Linked DNA regions of Sus scrofa: all the other regions are linked to region 2. Evidence: chromatin contacts called from public Hi-C and HiChIP or PLAC-seq data. All regions are on one chromosome and are shown on one strand. The core of a region is the stretch at or near the end of the contact, and the rest is flanking DNA. Distances in the headings are between cores, read along the strand shown. Region 1 holds the start of PSMC3 (26S protease regulatory subunit 6A). Region 2 holds the start of MTCH2 (mitochondrial carrier homolog 2). Region 3 holds the start of NUP160 (nuclear pore complex protein Nup160). Region 4 holds the start of SLC39A13 (zinc transporter ZIP13).

What was found. Hi-C and Micro-C count contacts between places; a contact is called where the count stands out from the background. HiChIP or PLAC-seq counts read pairs in DNA pulled down with a chosen protein or histone mark.
Region 1: a Hi-C map of liver shows a contact between it and region 2, with 4 times the contacts expected there. The contact joins the promoter of PSMC3 here to the promoter of MTCH2 in region 2. A contact is called at or near these places in 1 of 5 promoter capture datasets (liver), 2 of 47 Hi-C or Micro-C datasets (both in liver) and 1 of 2 datasets of contacts at active chromatin or transcription factors (alveolar macrophages).
Region 3: a contact with region 2 is called in a Hi-C map of embryonic fibroblasts, with 1.8 times the contacts expected there. The contact joins the promoter of NUP160 here to the promoter of MTCH2 in region 2. A contact is called at or near these places in 7 of 47 Hi-C or Micro-C datasets (alveolar macrophages, embryonic fibroblasts, heart right ventricle and 4 more) and 2 of 2 datasets of contacts at active chromatin or transcription factors (alveolar macrophages and skeletal muscle).
Region 4: an H3K27ac HiChIP or PLAC-seq map of alveolar macrophages shows a contact between it and region 2. The contact joins the promoter of SLC39A13 here to the promoter of MTCH2 in region 2. A contact is called at or near these places in 1 of 5 promoter capture datasets (fetal liver), 1 of 47 Hi-C or Micro-C datasets (skeletal muscle) and 1 of 2 datasets of contacts at active chromatin or transcription factors (alveolar macrophages).

Annotation. Positions count from the first base shown.
Region 1 is chr2:15,184,151-15,186,850 of Sscrofa11.1, reverse strand. PSMC3 (26S protease regulatory subunit 6A) reads right to left here and starts at 1,369. Exons shown (of 12, transcript XM_003122809.3): 1 at 1,087-1,369; 2 at 770-853; 3 at 72-197. The coding sequence starts at 1,161.
Region 2 is chr2:14,981,710-14,984,409 of Sscrofa11.1, reverse strand. MTCH2 (mitochondrial carrier homolog 2) reads right to left here and starts at 1,419. Exons shown (of 13, transcript XM_003353877.5): 1 at 1,164-1,419. The coding sequence starts at 1,250.
Region 3 is chr2:14,838,791-14,841,490 of Sscrofa11.1, reverse strand. It overlaps NUP160 (nuclear pore complex protein Nup160), which reads right to left and starts at 1,435. Exons shown (of 37, transcript XM_021085052.1): 1 at 1,430-1,435; 2 at 678-999; 3 at 300-411. The coding sequence starts at 1,435.
Region 4 is chr2:15,201,607-15,204,306 of Sscrofa11.1, reverse strand. It overlaps SLC39A13 (zinc transporter ZIP13), which reads left to right and starts at 1,371. Exons shown (of 10, transcript XM_003122808.6): 1 at 1,371-1,490.

The DNA of each region.
Region 1 (2,700 bases), core at 120-2,619, 200 kb before region 2:
CCAATGGTCCCCTTGCAGGTTATCTCCAAGCCCCAGTGACCCTCTCTCTTCCCCTCCACATACACACACACCTCGATGACGTTGGAGACCAGGTACGGCAGGGTCTTATTCACTTTGATTTTCTCACTGTTCTCTTTGATCTTGTCCTTCATGGCTTGGAGTTCGTGGGTGACTCGTAACACTTCACTCTTCATGATCTGGGGTAGGGGTAAGTGGAAGCAAACATTCAGCCTTAGCTCTCAGCTTGTCCTAAGGCCTTGTAACTAGTGAAGTCCAGGTTGCCCAAGGGACCCTCCTGCACCGGTGCTCTCAGCTCTAAGGCTCCCTGAAAGCTCAGGCTGTGTCCACAACCAGCAGAGGTCAAAACAGGAGGCCAGTCTGGACACCTCCTGGCGAAATAGCTGGAGTAAAGGGAAAAAGAACATGACTTTAGTCAACCAAACAGAGATTTTAGCTTCTGCCTTTTGTTACAGGCTGTGTACTTCACCAGAGTAAAAAAAAACCTCTGTGAGCCTCAGTTTCTTCATCTGTAAAACGGGGACTTCCTAAAAAAGGGATTCTCCAGGGGAAGACTGAAAGACCTCGCTGGGAAAGGCAGTCTGATGAGTCCTCCTCTCAGGCCTGGTCTCCTGCTACCCTCTCTTCTGGTCCCTTTTAAAGCTTAGTTTTCTTCTCTCTTTTCCTGGTCAGAGGGCGGTCCCCACACCGCCCCTAGGGAGGTCGAGAAAGACGTGAGAGTAGCAGCTGGGATCAGGGGTTGTGCGCCCACCTTGATTTCACTGTCCAGCAGCCGTGTGCGCTGCACGATCTCTTCTGTGGACATCTTGAGTACTTCCTCCCCGATTCCATCTTGCTGTGAAAAAATTTTTTTATTAAACTCAGGGCAGCTAACTGATGACTGTGAGCTCAGCCTCAGTTTCCTCATCCATAAAACCATAAGACCCTTGCCCACATCCCCAGCGGCCCCAACCCCCGGACCGGGCTAGCTCTTGACCCCCCCCGCCCCCAGCCACCGCCTCCCCTCCTGACAAGAGCATCTCTACGCTGGCCCCTGGCTCCAAGACCCCAAGCTCTCCCGCCGCGCACCTCAGCCTCATCCCACACCGTCGCCATCTTCTCCTGCCGAGTCACTGGACTCTCGAGCTGCGGCAGCAGATTCATTTCCTGGAGGAGAAGGTTGAAGATTAAACCGGACAGCAGCCGGGGCGAGAGATTAATAATGTCTTTCTTAACTCCTGCGCTTGACTAACGCCAGCCCTCTTTCTCCAAGTCCTGACTCTTGACAGAATTAGCTTGCGCCGCGTTACCACAGCGAATCTGCGTCTGCGATTCAAAAGACGAGGCCCGGGCCACAGGACCCGCCCCTAAGGCTCCGGAACCGTTCCCGCCCTCGTCCTGTTTATGCCATCGCAAGAGGTAATGCGCTATTGGCTGACACGCGCAGAGGGGCGTGGCCTTGATGTAAAAACGTAAGAGGAAGGAGAAAAGAGGGGAACGAGACGGCCTTTGGGCAATGTAGTCCTAGTCCAGCGGGCGCATGAAAAGGCTCTTTTGCTGCTTTTGGCGCGGGCGGGAGCGAGGGCGAGGGGTGCATTCCCGGCAAATGGAAGTTCCCAGGCTAGGGGTGGAGTCGGAGCCACAACCACAGCAACTCGGTATCATAGCCTCATTTGCGGCCCACACCGCAGCTCGCGGCCAAGCCAGAACCCCAGCCCAGTGAGCAAAGCAAGGGATGAACCCGCATCTTCAGGAATACTAGTCGGATTTGTTTCCGCTACACCACAACAGGAACCCCTGAAAAGCCATTTTTGAAGGGGGGCTTTCAACCTCAGAAACTGGCCCAGTTAAGAATTAGGGAATTCTCTTAATGGAGTTCCTGTTGTGGCTCAGCAATTACCAACTGACTAGTATCCCGGAGGATGCAGGTTTGATCCCTGGTCTGGCCCAGTGGGCTAAGAGGCGTTGCTGCAAGCCTCTTGGTAGGTCACTGATGTGGCTCAGATCTGGCATTGTAGCTGTAGCTTAGGCCGGCAGCTGCAGCTTCGATTTGACCCCTAGCCTGGAAACTTCAGTATGCTGCAGGTGTGGCCCTTATAAAATAAAAAAAATGGGAGTTCCCATTGTGGTTCATGGGAAATGAATCTGACTAGCATTCATGAGGACGCAGGTTCCATCCCTGGCCTCGCTCAGTGGTTTAAGGACTCTGTGTTGCCTGACCTGTGGTGTAGGTCATAGATGTGGCTCGGATCTGTCGTTGCTGTGGCTGTGGCATAGGCCAGTGGCTACACCTCCAGCCCTAGCCCCGGGAACCTCCATATGCCACGAGTGGAGCCCTGAAAAAAAAAAAAAAGAATTAGGGGATTCCCTAAAAGAGGGTGGGCCTCATCCAATCAGTTGAAGATCTGACTAGCACAAAAAGGCTGACTATCCCCAGGGAAAGAGGGAACTCTTCCTGCCTGACTGCCTTGAACTGGCACATGGGTCTTTTTCAGGATTGAGACTTGAACTGAAACATCAGCCTCTTTCTTCTAGGGTCTTGTACCTGCTGGCTTTCAGACTAGAATTTACACTATCAGCTCTCCTGGTTCTCAGGCCTTATGATTTTGATGAAGCTAAACCATCAGCATTCCTGGGTTTCCAGTTTGTCAATTTACTCTACAGATATTGGAGACTTCCCACCTCCATAAATATCCTTTTTTT
Region 2 (2,700 bases), core at 170-2,669:
AAAAAAAGAAAAAAAAAAAGAAAAGAAAAGAAAAGCCATCATCTTCAGATATTATCTAGCTACAAATATGCCAACTCTAGACGTCATGATACATTTCAAAGATTTTGTTGTTAATTTAAATAACTTAAGAATAGACTTTTACACATAGATTCTGAATCTACACAAATCAAATCATCAATATTTAATAAATGGAGTCCTCCCTAGTGTGTTGCTTCTTTTTAACAGAAAAGTAGAGGACAGGGGTTCTAAAAACTGCTCCCATCCTTGGTACTATGCATGATGTAATTCCATCAACTCTCTACAAAAAGTGAAAAAAATGAATGACCTGCCTATCACAGGGAAACTTTGAAAGGCAATTGAAAATACTATCTAACAGTTGATATCTGCTGAAACCTGGCATACTTGACTGAGAATATAAAATACCATTTAAGAACTATTGCACAGTAGATTAGAAACTAACATACATACTTAAACTTGCTAAAACTCTTTTAGCTGAACTGATTTCCAGCTCTGACAGATGTGAATTTCACTGTCATGAGCCATATGGGCTGCTGTTGGATCCTTCAGAAATTTGACTCAGCAACCACTTCATTATCACTTCTGAATGAGCTCCTTGTTTCTCTAGGTATCTGGTGCTAAAATCTCAGAAGAGAATAGCAGCAGCTACAGCAGCAAAAAAAAGAAAAGAAAAGCTAACAAAACGTTGGCTCCCCTCTAATTTCAGATTTGTCTTCAAGAGATTTTAAGTCTTGCATTTGGGGCCCAGGAGGAGAGATGAATTCTAATTTCAGAGATGCGGAGAGGGGAGGGTTGGGAAGTCCTTGGCGATGCCCGGCCTGGATCAACCTCAGGTTAGAAAAAACAAAGTTCAGAGAAGCCACTGGGCAGGGCAGGGAAGGACAGGGCAAGGCGGCAGTTGGCTACCGGGAACGGAGAGGGCCTCCCCACTTGACCGCGAGGCGAGATCTCGGGAAGGCCCAGGGCCAGTGGAAGCTCCGCGCGCGGTGGAAGTTGTCCCTGCGGGGAAGGAAGAGGCGGGCAGCAAAGGAGCAGCATCTCGGGAGATTGAAGGCCTGGGATGGTTGAAGCCGGTCCTCAGGCACCGTGGGCAGCGGCGCCTGAATAAGGCGCCTATCGGGGAAGGGAATGGCGAGGACTCATACCTGGATGAGCACCTTCACGTACATGAGCGGCTGGGACAGGATGGTGAGACCGGAGCCCAGGAGCACCTGACTGGCCGCGTCCGCCATGATGGCACCCGCGGACGGACAGACAGACGCAGCCACCAAGCGACCGAGCCGGTCCCAGATCACGTGCCAGGGCCGCCGGCTTCACTGGCCTGCCCGCGGCGCGCGCGCGCACGCACGCAGCGGCGCGCGCCTCTCCGCCCAGTCCCCGCCCACCGCCACGCCCCAAGAAACGGCAGGCGCTCGCGAGCGGGAGCAGGGGTCGGGGCGGGGCTTATGCCCTCCACTAGGAATGGCAGTTTCTCTTGCGCTTGCGCGGGCTGGAAGGGCCCAGGCGAAGAAGAATGGGCGTGGCAATGGGGAGTGACCCTGGCCGCATGGGCAAGGTCAGAGTAATAAAAATAATTGAAAAGGGATCTTCGATATTCTTCGCCTCTGCACTTGCTTTTTTGGCATCAGCAAAGTAAACTCTAAGGACTACTCAGCATCAGAATCATAATCTAGTGGCCAAGAAAAACTAGATAGAATAATGACTCCATCAGGGGGTTGCTATTGGTGCATTCATTCATTCATTCATTCAGTTAATGTTAAAACTTCTCGGAAACACATTTTCTGACCTATATTTAAATTCCCCTCCCCTTTGGGAGTTCCCGTAGTGGCGCAGTGGTTAACGAATCCGACTAGGAACTATGAGGTTACGGGTTCGGTCCCTGCCCTTGCTCGGTGGGTTAACGATCCGGCGTTGCCCTTGCCGTGAGCTGTGGTGTAGGTTGCAGACGTGGCTTGGATTCTGCGTTGCTGTGGCTCTGGCGTAGGCTGGTGGCTACAGCTCCCTAGCCTGGGAACCTCCATAGGCTGCGGGAGCGGCGCAAAAAAAGACAAAAAAAAAATAATAATAATAATAAATTTACCTCCCCTTTATTTCCTACCACATTGTCTTTTAACACTTATCATTGTCTGAAATTTATCTTTTTGTCTCCTCCACCGGAATGTAAACCTCGTGAATTCAGGAGCAGGAACTGCCTTTGTTTCTTACTCAACGCCTGGCACATACTAAATGCTCAATAAATATTTATTGCCTATGTGAGCAATTACTTCAGTGCCTACCAGGCTACATGTTACAGACGCAAAAAGGAAAAGGCATTGTCCTTACTCCTTCAGCTCCAGCACACACATTCTATATCAAACAGCACTTAGGCACTTAGGCAGAGCCTGGCACAGAGAATGAAGCAGGAAAGAAAACTTGCATTTTAGATTCTGGTTCTCCTTTGTATACAAATGATTTGGAAGTCGTTTTATCTTTTGTTTTCAGTTTTTGTGTCTAAATCTAAGGATAACACTACTACCTTCCTCTTGATGTTATTGTTAAGTGAAATCATGCATAGGATAAGATTTTTTTAAACAGTGTATTAAAGGAGTTCCTGTCGTGGTGCAGTGGTTAATGAATCCGACTAGGAACCATGAGGTTCCTGGTTCGATCCCCGGCCTCGCTAAGTGGGTTAGGATCCGCCGT
Region 3 (2,700 bases), core at 186-2,685, 140 kb after region 2:
GTAGAATGAAGGAAGCTTAAAGCACTATAAAAATATAACGGCTTCATGCTTAGAACTGATCTTTGGGGCTTTACCCTCGAAGCTACATTTCTTCTTTTTAGTGCTGCCAGGGAGGGCACCTCTTCCAGAACTCTGTGCCTGCTTAATTTTCCACTGACTCAGATATCAATAGGAAACAGTCTTTCTCTTTTCCTGTCTATAACCACTTCGGAGAATAAACGACACCTTGGGAACAGTCACGAAAATTCAGCCGCCGAACAAAACGCCCTTTCGGGAGATTTGACAAACACAGCACTTACCAATGAATGAACCTGTTTCTGGTGACGGAGAACAACTTGCCACTTTCCACGTAGTAGAAGCCTCCCGCGCTCTCACTGTATTTCACAGCTCCGGCCACTGCATTTGCAGTTCCTGCAAAAGAAGAGTGGTCACCCTTGCACACGTGGTTCTCAGGGGATGACACGGACTGAGGGCGCTGAGAAAGCAGAGGGTGACAGACTGAAAATCCATGCAAAAAGGGGAAAAAAAGAGAAAGAAGTAGAACACTAATGAAGCTCTGAATCCGGGGCTGGAGGCATGTGGGCTCAGGAGGATGAACTGGAGGACAGAGATTTAGGGATCCACGGGAAGATCCCGAGGGCAGGAGCTGCATCGAGCCCTACTGGATGCTTCCGTACCAATGTCGCAAACTGCGAATTCCCGAAAGTGCCTTGGCCTTTCGCGCTCAGCTCCGCTGAGCTCTACGAAGCTCCGTTCCATGGCTCCCGCCGCCGCCATCTTCCCGCCGCCGCCGCCGCGAGGCCTGACGGGACACCAGCCCAGCCGGGCGGCTGTCGTCACTTCCGGGGGCGGAGCAAGCACAGATGCGGACAGGTGAAGAAACCCGGAAAGGTCTAGGGCCTGTCCGACCCACCGTTGTGAGGCTTCCACCGAGCTGGCCGGAGACAGGGTGGGCAAGGAGGAAGCCAGATGAGAGGAGGCAGGGGGAGCTTGCAGGATCTACCTGCAGGAACCTTTGCGTGTCCGGCGAGGAAGCCCCAAGGGGCGGTGCCATTTTCCCGGCGGCCTCAGGGAAGGGGGCGGAGCCGGGTTTGTTTCCATTTTAAAAACTCCGGCGCGGGCAGCGGCTGGGCAGAGCCTCCAGGGAGGGGCGAGGTCCTAGGAGGCCACGCAGATGGGCGCCATCTACTGGATTTCGAGCTTTTGATCGCCTCTCCTTGCTTCCCCGTGTTACTCAGTGAATCTCCGCCTGGTCTCCTTTTCTTCACCTTTCAGCGACGTGGGTTGGGGGCGGAGTGAAGGGCAGAGTGGCCTTTTGTGTTGGGTTTTTTCGAGAGACTGTATTCGTGTGTTCTTGTATAATGAAGCATAATGTGTTTAATTAAACATTGATGCAGTTACCTGCTTGAAGCCCCTAAATGCTACTCACTTGCATACGTGAAAGAAATTTCCTTTATCTTCCATTTGTGATCTGTTTGGAAGGTCTTGTGCTTTACCTGCATTTAGGGCAGAGTAGATGCTGGATTTGGAGGAAAATGCCAGTCTTCAAGGGGAAAGTTAGTCTAAATCTCATGTATCAACATGACAGATTAAAGACGACCACAAATTCTTTGACTTTTTCCCATCAGGAGGTGGGTCTTTGTCCCTTCCTCTGGAATCTGGGAGGGCTCTGTAACTGCTGTAACTCATTGAACACAGCAGAAGTGACTCTGTGCCAGATTAGCCTTTTAATTTTTTTTTTTTTTTTGGGTCTTTTGTCCTTTTTAGGGCCGTACCCACGGCACATGCAGGTTCCCAGGCAAGGGGTCCAATCGGAGCTGTAGCCGCCAGCCTATGCCACCGCCACAGCAACACCAGATCCGAGCCGCCTCTGCGACACCACAGCTCATGGGAACGCCAGATCCTCAACCCACTGAGCGAGGCCAGGGACCTAACCGGAAACCACATGGTTCCTGCTCATATTTGCTTCCGCTGCACCAGGACAGAAACTCCCAGACTAGCCTTAACAGAGTCTGTTTCTCTCTTGGAGTGCTAACTAGGAGGGAAGCCATCTAATAAATTCAGCTATCCTGGGGTTGCCATCCTGGAGGAATCATGGGGAGAGACCACATGGAAGGGCTCTCAAGTTACTTAAAGTGAGAGATGTCTGGTGAGAGAGTCAAAAGTCACTAAGTTTGGGGTAATTTGTTAGCCAGCAATAGATATCAGGAACATTCTCTTGTCTTTCCTTTACATTCATACTTTTCCTCAACAGTCTTCCACATTTCATTCTTAGATAATGGAAACAACTCCAGTTGATCTTATTTTGCTGTTGTTCTCCCTGCCTCTCCATTTTACAAATACACTCTAACTGTTCCTAAACACCACTTACATTTTGTTTCTTCTTGTTTCACAAAATACTATATGCTGGGTGGCTTAAACAGCTAACACGTACTGCACACAGTTTTGGAGCCTGGGAAGTCCAAAATCAAGAGACCAGCAGATTCAGCGTCAGGTGAGAGTCAGCTTCCTGATTTATAGACAGCCATCTCTTGTGCCGTGTCCTTAAATTGTGGGGATTTTTTTTGTTGTTGGTTTGTTTTTGCTTTTTTATGGTTGCACCTGTGGCATATGGAAGTTCCCAAGTTAGCGGTCCAATTGGAGCTGCAGCTGCTGGCCTACGCCACAGCCGCAACAGTGCCACATCCAAGCTGCATCTGC
Region 4 (2,700 bases), core at 122-2,621, 220 kb before region 2:
TAGAGATCCCAGAGCAGCATCCCTGAGTGTCCTCCTCCTCCTCCCTCTGCAAAGTAATCAACCTAGGGTTTCCACTTCAGAACTTAGGCGGGGGAAGAGGAGGGTGTCCCGGCAGAACTGTGGGCCTTGAGGGGGAAGCAGACAGGGGGCTTTCAGAGGAAAGCTGATCCTTCTTGGTAGGATTGGGGTCTAAGAAAGGCAGCGTTGGAGTGTGAGGTGGAACAGGGCAACTGGTGTAGCATATGACACTTGTGCCCTCAGAGCCCCCAGTAAGGGAAAGTGACACAGGATGGATGAAGGAAGTACCCTAGGAGGCAGATGAGGGTCAGAGGCTTAGAGACTCCCACCCTGTCACAATCTCTGTCCAAATGAGTACCCAAGGGCCCGTTCCTGAGTATAGGTGGTCCTGGCTGATTCCCAGAGAAGGATGCAAAGTGGAAATGCCAAGCCAGATTCCTAAGACTCTAGAAATGAGAGCTGCTGTCACATGCCCTGGGTTCAGGAATATTCAGGTTTCAATTGTGGCTCTGTCATCCGTGCTATTGTGTGACCCTGGGCTAACTACCCCACCTCAATGGGCTAGGCTGAGGGTTCTTTAAGACAATGCAAGCAGAGTAAATGGCAGGTGTTCAGCAATAAACTGCGGTTATAATAATAATGCTATTGTTTGCTGCCTTAATCTGAGGTGAGGGAAGCACAGAGCTCTTGCTCCCCCAGGTTTGGAGTTACCAGCAGCAGTGTCAAGCCACCGTGCATTGGACTCCAAAGGGTTACAAGCCCTGGAGACAAAGGCCTGAGGTTCCCAGTGAAAAACCAAAGCATAAAAATAATTCGATGAGTAAGAATAAAATTCCCTCTTCTGAGGTTCCCGAGGCTAGGCCCCTCCCTGCGGCAGACACTTCCCCTTTCCCTTGCTCATGGAGGAGCCAGACCAGGCTGACTCAGAGAAGGAGTGCCGCAGCCATCCTCCCACCCCGACCCCGGCCCCAAGCCCCAGCACCGGCCCCGGCCCCGGCTCGGAACGGCACAGTCTAGAAGCCGAGCGCGCCCCCGTGCGGCCGCGGCCGGGACTGCCACCCGAGAGAGGAAGCGGCGGCCAGGCCCTCAAGCCCAGCCACCCGGCCGCTCGTGGTCCCTAGAAGGCCGCCGCCTACGCCCTGCCTAGCCCGACCGAGTGCGGTGTCCAGCGGGCTCCCACTTCCGCTCGACCCTCCCCGCTGTGCCCGGTCCGGCCGGAGCGGAAGTGCGCCAGCCGCCCGGGTCCCCCATGGCCGCGAGGCGGAAGCGCGCTCCGACGGCCGCTCCCCCACTACCCCGCGGCGCGCGGCGCGTCGGGTTCCGGACAGGTCCCGTGTGACGTGGCCGCGCGCGGGGGGCGGCTCCGGGCCGGGGGCCGGGTGGCCGGGCCGGGCGGGGCAGACCCGGGGCGGGGCGGGGCTCCGCAGCTGGATGGCCGGGGCCGCCCGTAGCGCCGCCGCTGCCGCCGCAAGGTGAGTGACCGCCCGACCCTCAGGGCCCATGCCCCAGGCGGGACAAACCCTGCCCATCCCGTTGACTTCGGCCCGGCTTGTCTAGATCAGACCTGGGCCTCTTGCCCAGAGCCCGGGAATTCAACTTCCTTGGGCTCTTCTCCCGGCTCCCCACGCGTCGCTCCTCATCTCTCCCTCTCTCTCCCCTTCCGCATCCATCTCCCACTCTCCAGCTCTCCACTCCTGACTCTCCCGCTCCTTGCTTTCTCCTTTCTCTCCGCTTGCTGACTCCCTCGGTACCCTCTCTTCTGTTCCAAACTTGTGGTCCTCTAACCTTTAAGTGACCCGCCGCCGCCTCCAAGTCAGGCCTGGCTCAGTCCTGCTTTTTGGTCCCCAGTGGAGCCCTGCGGATTTAAGGCCTGGAGAGCCTAGACTGGAGCATCTTTAACAGCTGCTTTCCGCCCCCGCCCCCGCCCCCGCCCCCTTCCCAACTCCATCAGCAAATGCGGAAAACTGAGGCACGGCCATCACTGGCTCAAGGTCACAGCCAGCATGAGGCAGGGAAGACCACATTTAAACCTCATGCCTGAGTTTCCAGATTTGTACTTCCCTCTTGGTTGACTCACATCCAGGTCCTGTGATCCATCCGCTGGGTGCACTCCAGGTGTCCACTGCTCCTGGGTCCCAGCAGCATAAGGAGGGCTTTCTGTGCCTGATCCATGCCAGGCATGCTCACCTGTTTAGCAAGCTCATCTCATTTGTGTGAGGGAGGCAAATTCTCTCCATCCTACAGAGAAGGAGACTGAGGCTCAGAGAGAGTCTTCAGGGATTTACCCCCAACCAGCAGCTATAAGCTCAGAGCACAAAGTCAAGGGCAGGTCTTCAAAGCCTGTGCTCTATACATCTGTGAGGCAGCTCCTAACTGAAGGAGCCTCTGTCTTCAGTCCCACCTCCTGTTTGGCCCATTTCCTAGGAAGAAGCCCTAATGATCCTAATCTAGATCAGCTGGTTGGTTTCCCCACCTGCACTCCTCCTATTGCCCCACCAAGCTAGGTGGTGCCGGCCTCTGTCCCTGGGGGTGCTTCACTGGAGGACATCCCGGCCCAAAGCCTCCCCTGGCAGCCAGACATCCAGCTGGGCCAGGCCTGCCAGTGGCTGAGGGGAACCTAGCCAGCGCCTCACCCTGTCATTAAGGAAAGTTTAGCCTCAGGCGGACAGGCTGACACACAGT